2 separate regions of the Podarcis muralis genome follow, and region 2 is linked to region 1. Evidence: chromatin contacts called from public Hi-C data. All regions are on one chromosome and are shown on one strand. Each heading gives the region's core, a stretch centred on a gene start, on an enhancer-like site or on the middle of the called end of the contact. The rest is flanking DNA. Distances are from core to core; before and after follow the strand shown.

Region 1 (3,432 bases), core at 844-3,343:
GTAGAGTTATTTTGGAGTTGCAAGTTCAAAGCTTGTTAGCTGCAATATCCTGTAGGTCTGTTCCTGATTTGCATTTAATAATGTTCACTTTGAATACATTCTAATCCTCTACTATGTTAAGTATGTTAGTACATAATCTTCACAATAGTATCTGAAAGTTTAACTGACATAATCCATAAAACTGAGGTCAACATCTGAGTTGGAAAAATCTCAGTTGTTTCAAATAAAGAGGAAGTTGCTGCTTGGTTCAACACCGGATGTGTGTACGCAATCTGAATAAACACGTTTGCAATTATCTGCTCTTCAAAATAAGCTTTGGAACACCCTAAATCACAGGCAGATGACCCTGATTCCATCTAAAACTGCCCCATGCTTTCCACCCCATCAAAGTCTTGCCTGTCTGTTTCCCCTGTAATTTTATACTTAACAGTGCTTTCGTTCTCTTTCTATATAGCTTCAGAACAATTGGAGATAACAGTATTTTATTTGATTAAAATATTTTAAAAACACTCTTTCCATAGTTGTATGGCTTTGGGAGAAATATCCCTCCAAACCAATAGGTGTCTGAAAACAAATGGGTAGGCTTCTGTAAATTTTAAATTACCTTGGTGCCCCCTTCTGGAGTGAAAGGTGATTCATGATTATTTTCATAAATTAATAATCTGTATGTGCAACACACTAAAGACAACATGGAATTATTTTTATTTGATTTCCAGAACAGTAGCTGCTCTGCTTTTTTGTATATATTTTAAACAAAATTCTCTGTTTACTTGAGTGTAACCTCATCAAGCACAATAGGGTTTAATTCTGAGCAAACCTGCATAGAATCAGAAATTCTAATCTGTAGGAGCCAGATTACTCTTGATATAATGTAGCCTTTGACCAAAAACAAATGCTTACCCCTGCCCAGATCATCTATTCCCTTGGCTGGAAGACTGTCCCTAAAAGATCTCTCAGCTTTTTTGGGGTGGGGGGGGTGGACAGAGGGCCACATTTCCCATGTGCCAAAGCTTTTAAAACCTATTCCTTACAATGCATTTCAGGCATGAAGACCCTCATATGGAGTTTTGTTCCCCAAAACATGCAGAGAGGCAGCAGTTGAAGATCTGGGGGTTCCCAAAGCTTATTTCTGGGTACAAAGACCCTGCAGTGGGGTAAAGCATCTAAGGAACTGGCAGCGAGAAGAATCAAACCAGCCTTGTTAAAGGACGATTATCCAAACAAAAGATGCTCAAGTTCCATTTATTTCAATGGGGCAGCGTGGGATATATTTAACATTCTCCCGAAATTAGTGGGAGTTAAAAATTCTTTACTTCTGGCTACACCATAGGCAGAGTTTTCAGTTCCCTTGATAAAACTTTAAATCTCATCAGCGCCAACAGGCTGACGTTGTCGCTACTGCGGAGCATTTACCACAAACAGAACTTGAGATTTCAAACTTGGATTCTTTTCCTTCACCCATACAAATAAAGGAGCGATTTTAAAAAAAACCTCTGTTGCGCTACCAAAATCCCGCAGATCTCTTTTAACTTGAGATCTGACTGAGGAGAGAGCAAGAAAGAGACGGACTCCTGTTTTCTCTAGCTAAATGACGCCGTTGCCTTCTTCTGACAACCGATAACACATTTATTTGCAAATGTCTGCTATATTAGAGCAGGCACTTGATCACACGAGCAACTGACCCCTTCGCGCTCTTACTCAGTAGCAAGTCTCGCTGAGTTCCGCGGACCTTGCTCCTAGGTAAGGATGCACAGGGACTGCAGTCTAAAGGCTGGTGATCGGGGTGTGTGTGTTATTATTATATATATATTTAACACAAGTTTAAATGAAATCTAATGCAGATTCTGTACCTGGACTCCGCTCCGCCTGATCTCAGTCTGCCACCATTCACCGGTACGAGGCTGCTGCCTCGCTTGAGTCATTTCCAGTCGAAAGCTGTAAACAGGAAGAACTTTTGCTGCTCTCAGCACCGATAGAGCGGACTCCCTCAGTCCTCCATCGGCACATCCGCCATACAAACGAACGGGATCCGAAGCATGGGATCCACCATAGAGATGTCGACATAGAGCGGCTCCCACTCTGCGCCCATAGAGCTAAGCCAGCCAGCCGCAGAGATATAACATCTCAAGAGTGACACACGCCAGCTTCCCTTTCCGAGTTTAAGGTCTCTTATTTCCCACCGCTAGGAGGGGTGGAAGCGCAGGGCGGCGCGCCTGTGTAAGGTGCGAAGCGTGTGCAACCCGTTCATTTTGAGAGGGAGATGGCAGATACAGTGATTAGCATTTTCCAGTCCTTTCCTTACAAAGGTGACTTGCCAGATGTGCCATCTGGACTTGTTTTGGAACAGAATCTCTTCTGACATCAATAGACAGGCAATATTATGTTAAGAACATGATAAAATGCCAGCAGTTTCATAATGGCACCAGCCAAATTGTAATTTCTGCTTCAGAAATTGGTCATTTATTTTGCCTGGTCCGTTCCTATGTTCAAATTATATGAAGTTTAATATACTGTAAAATTGAATGTATTCTATCCTTCTCAACCAGCAAAAATATATATATATTTTTTTTAAAAAACCCTCTTCTGACGTGTTCTCTGGTTTCAATGCATGTACCGCCTGTGCGGTGATTTCAGGAGACACTGGCGAAGCTAGGCTTTATTTCAACCGGATCAAAGACCCAAGTTTGACACACACACGCAATGTGAATTGCGGACATACACACACAGGTTGGGACATCACCACGGAAGTGGCCTGCGATATCCTCGAAAGCTTGCGCAAGGAAATCTGTTAGGTGCCACAAGGCTCCCAAATGCATCTACAACACTGAAAGAAATCCTGATAATGTGGGAAATGTGCAGGGTTGTACTGGAGACCGGTTGCGGAGATGTATTTCACCTATACAGGTCGGACATTTCTGAAAAGACTCTCCCCACCCACACCCACCCCAGTTGTCAGCTTATCTACTTCAACCCCCCCCCCCATACTAGATGATTGCATCCCCTCTCCCAATCTTCACTAAGATATTAAAAACTCTGTTACATAAACAGCTATTTAATGTAAGCAGCTATCTGTCAGTGCCCCCACCATCTTAAAAATTAAGATAGAAACTGGAATATTCCAAGGCTATTCTTATGTGACACAGCCTCCACCCCATTCAGCTTGCAATAAGGAGATGACAATGCCAAACTATGTTGCAGGGTTTTTATATGCCACTGTTAATTCCCACCCTTGCGATATAGGCATAATATAGTTATAGGAATTCTAAGGTCTCATATATACCGGTAAGTATATAAACCACGTGTCTGAAATAGTACAGGAAAACAATCCTGAAGCCATTTTGACTCTCCCAAATTCACCTCAAATATTTCTCTGCAAGGAGGGAGGAAATGGGAAAAGCTTTCCAATTGTCTTTGGATTGTAGGGGCTTACAC
Region 2 (3,288 bases), core at 193-2,692, 200 kb before region 1:
AATGCCAACAACACATGAATAGTCTAGCAGACATGAAGCTTAAACATGGCTAGAATCACATATGGAAAGCTTACATGGGTAATTAATTATTATAATTATTATATATTTCTTTATACTCCAGCTTTTCCACGAATCATTAGAAAACATTAACGTAAGTAAAACTAATGTATATGATTAAAAACATAGATAATTATAATAAAAACAGCAAAGCACCAACCCTTTTATTAAAAGCAGTCACTTCCCCAAAACCTGTTGGAATAAGAAGGTTTTCACCTGCTGGTGGAAGGATAACAGAGAGGGAGCCAGAATCTGGGAGCATCTACCAAGAAGGCCCTCTTCCATTACCCTACCAAGCGTGCCTGTGTGGGTGGTGGGACAGAGAGAAGGACCTTCCCTAAAGATCTCAAAACCTGGGCAGGTTTGTATGTGGGAATGTGGTATTTCAGATAGCCCGGATCTCGGTTGCTGTATAGGCACTTTGAACTGTGCCTGGAGTCAGACCCGTAGCTAGTGGAGCTGTTGTTAAAAAGGAAGCCACCTGCTCCCTAGGACCAGCCTGGATCAACCACCCAACTGCTGTTCTTTGCGCCCTGCTGAAGTTTCTGAGCACTTTTCAGTGGCAGCTCCACCTACAGCTCATGACAGCAATCCAAACATATGGGCTTTCAAACATGGCCTGCATCCTTAGTATAAAATCAGGTTACAAGAAGCAATATGGTAAGATGATCAGGCTCAAGACCGATCTGGTCCAGCATTTCATCCTCACAACGGCCAAACAAGCTCCTTGGGGAAGCTCTCAGGAGGGACCCAAGCCCCACAGCAATCTCCCCATTTGTGACTCCCAGCAACCAGCCTTCAGAGGCAGCGGAGGGAGAACAGTAGCCATCGCGGCTCGTCCCAACCTTCCTTGCAGCCTGGGGAGGCAGCAACGGAAAGCGCTTCACCTGTCGGATTTCTGCCTTAAACGAGCAGAGCGAAAGCTTAATGGATGCCCACTGAAATCCTACACGACACGCAACGCGGGAGTAAGTCCTATGGAGGCCGGTGGGGCTGGCTTCCGAGCAGGCGTGCGGAGATCCCTGCACCCGGCGGTTCCCCCGGCGGTACCTTGCTTCAGGCGCGGGTCCTTGCCAGCGGGGCTCGGGCGGGGCGCCGAGGTTCTCTTGCCGGCAGCTTCGCCGGCGGCTCCGGACTCGGTCGCGCCGGCGCCCACCGCTTTGGCCCGGGCTGCGGCTACCGCGGCGGGATGGACCGCCCCAGCCCCCGCGGCGCCGCTGCCGCCCTTGTGCTTTTTGTTCTTGCCGCCCATGCCCGACGCCCGCGCGCGCCCCTCTCCGCCGCGGAACCCGCACAAAGACCTCGCGCCGGCTCCGCTGGCATCCGGGCTCGGCAAGCCTCCCGCAGGGGCAGCCGCTCTGATTGGGCCGCAGGCAGCTACGGGCACGTCCTAAGCTTTTGACTCGTGTTTACGGGCACTTCCGCCCAAAGGCGCACGCCACTTCCTGCCGTTTTCTAAGAGAACTTCCGGTTGCTCTCTTCCCCACCTTCCCAGCTCCTCTTCCGCTTTAAAAAAAACCCCACCAACAACACTTTTCTGTCTCTACGCGCACAGAGACATAAAAAGTGAAGAGTCGTTGTAAGGCGGTTCTCTGGTTCTCAGCTGATTTTTAATTGTTTTGTGCAACGTGTCGCAGTTCTTGTAACGTGGTTCTTATTGGGAGCCGCACTAGGATCCCTTGGGGGAAGAAAGGTGGAAGTTAACTTGGACATAAAAAGAAGAAATATTCATAGCTGTCAACTTCCAGATTTGAAAATAAGGGATCAGCAGCATCACCTGTCCCGGGGACAGTCTACGGGATATCTAACAATCCGGGATAGCAGCGGGAAGCAGTGGGAAACGGCGCTGGAATAAGGGAATTTCCCGCAAAAAAAGGGAAGGTTGACAGCTATGGAAATACTGTAATATTTTTAAATGTCCCGCGAGGCGGAATGGGAGAGCTGCTCGTAGAAATAAACGGAGACATTCTAAAGTAGTTGTGATCCTATCCCCACTGGATTTAAAGGTGGTCGTGGTGTTAAACAGAGGCGTGCAAGGAAAATGAATAAGGCTGAGCAACAACGCCATACAGTATATTCGAAGCCCATTTTTTCGCTCAAAAGTATCTGCGTACTGTTGTTTGCCTCCTCATAGAGCTATAATTCTCAGCAACCCTTCACTTAATACAGTTCCCAGCTTCTCAGCTGCAGTGCCCATAATTCTTTCATGGGTTGTGTTTAAAATGTGCTTTAAAGGTATACTTTAGGCAACCCCAGGCAAGAAGGGCAGACGGTGACAGTTCAGCTAGAGATAAGAATGTGTGCAAATGTAGCCAAATAAAATAATATTAATACTTTTATTATTTATACCCTTTAGGTATAAATTAAAAGGCGTAAAAAAACCCCCTTTCTGTTGCTTTTGGTGTAACAGAATAACGCAGCTCCCTTCAAGCTGCCCTGCGTGTCTCAATTTTTTTTATCTCTGAGGATCAGGGGGCCCCTTTCAACGTCCGCCGAAAGTTCAGCCTAAAAGGCCGCTCTAGGGCGCACGACGCTATCGTCCTGCGCGCGGTGCGTGGCGGGAGTGCCTCTCGCGTGTGTTTGCCGGGGAGTGGGAAAGATGGCGGACGCCTTTGGGGACGAGCTGTTCAGCGTGTTCGAAGAAGAACCTGCCGCCGCTTCCGGCTCGAAGAAGGCGAAGGGGGCAGCTGAGGCGACTGCCGCTGCCGCTGCTGTAGGCAAGGCCGGGTGAGGACCCAGGGGAGAGATTGAGAAGGAGAGGCGGAAGGGCGAAGTTCGACCGTCCCTATGGAGATGGGTGCCGTTTCGCGCGTTGTTGGACGCCCTCGAAGTCTCCTGAGAGACAACTAGAGGAGGAGGCTGCCGTTCCCTGTTCCTGTTAAACGTTACTCCGTGATAGGGGATCGCTAACTTTCTTTGCAAACTGGATAAAGTTTTGGGAGCACCACACATCACCCCAAAGCGACTTAGAAACAAACCCCACATCCATACATTACAGCCGGGGGGCGGGGGGAAGAAATACATTAAAAATATCCCACAAATTTCTAAAAGGCCACAGGCCTGGTTATAGAGGGAAGCTTTTGCCTGGCGCCTAAAGATATATGATGGCGCCAGCGGAGCTTCCCACATGTGGAAGCCTTTCCCTTTCCCCCCACAATAATCTTCTCTGAAGCCTCACTTGAAGGTTGACACCTGAAGGGTTAGCTTGCCTGTCCCCACAGTATTTCAGAC

The links. Hi-C and Micro-C count contacts between places; a contact is called where the count stands out from the background.
Region 2: a Hi-C map of tail shows a contact between it and region 1, with 6 times the contacts expected there. The contact joins the promoter of DHX29 here to the promoter of SLC38A9 in region 1. A contact is called at or near these places in 3 of 3 Hi-C or Micro-C datasets (blood, tail and an unstated tissue).

Annotation. Positions count from the first base shown.
Region 1 is chr11:44,060,526-44,063,957 of rPodMur119.hap1.1, reverse strand. SLC38A9 (solute carrier family 38 member 9) reads right to left here and starts at 2,093. Exons shown (of 14, transcript XM_077936378.1): 1 at 1,851-2,093.
Region 2 is chr11:44,255,365-44,258,652 of rPodMur119.hap1.1, reverse strand. It overlaps DHX29 (DExH-box helicase 29), which reads right to left and starts at 1,442. Exons shown (of 27, transcript XM_028748426.2): 1 at 1,108-1,442. The coding sequence starts at 1,309. MTREX (Mtr4 exosome RNA helicase) reads left to right here and starts at 2,622. Exons shown (of 27, transcript XM_028749105.2): 1 at 2,622-2,784. The coding sequence starts at 2,657.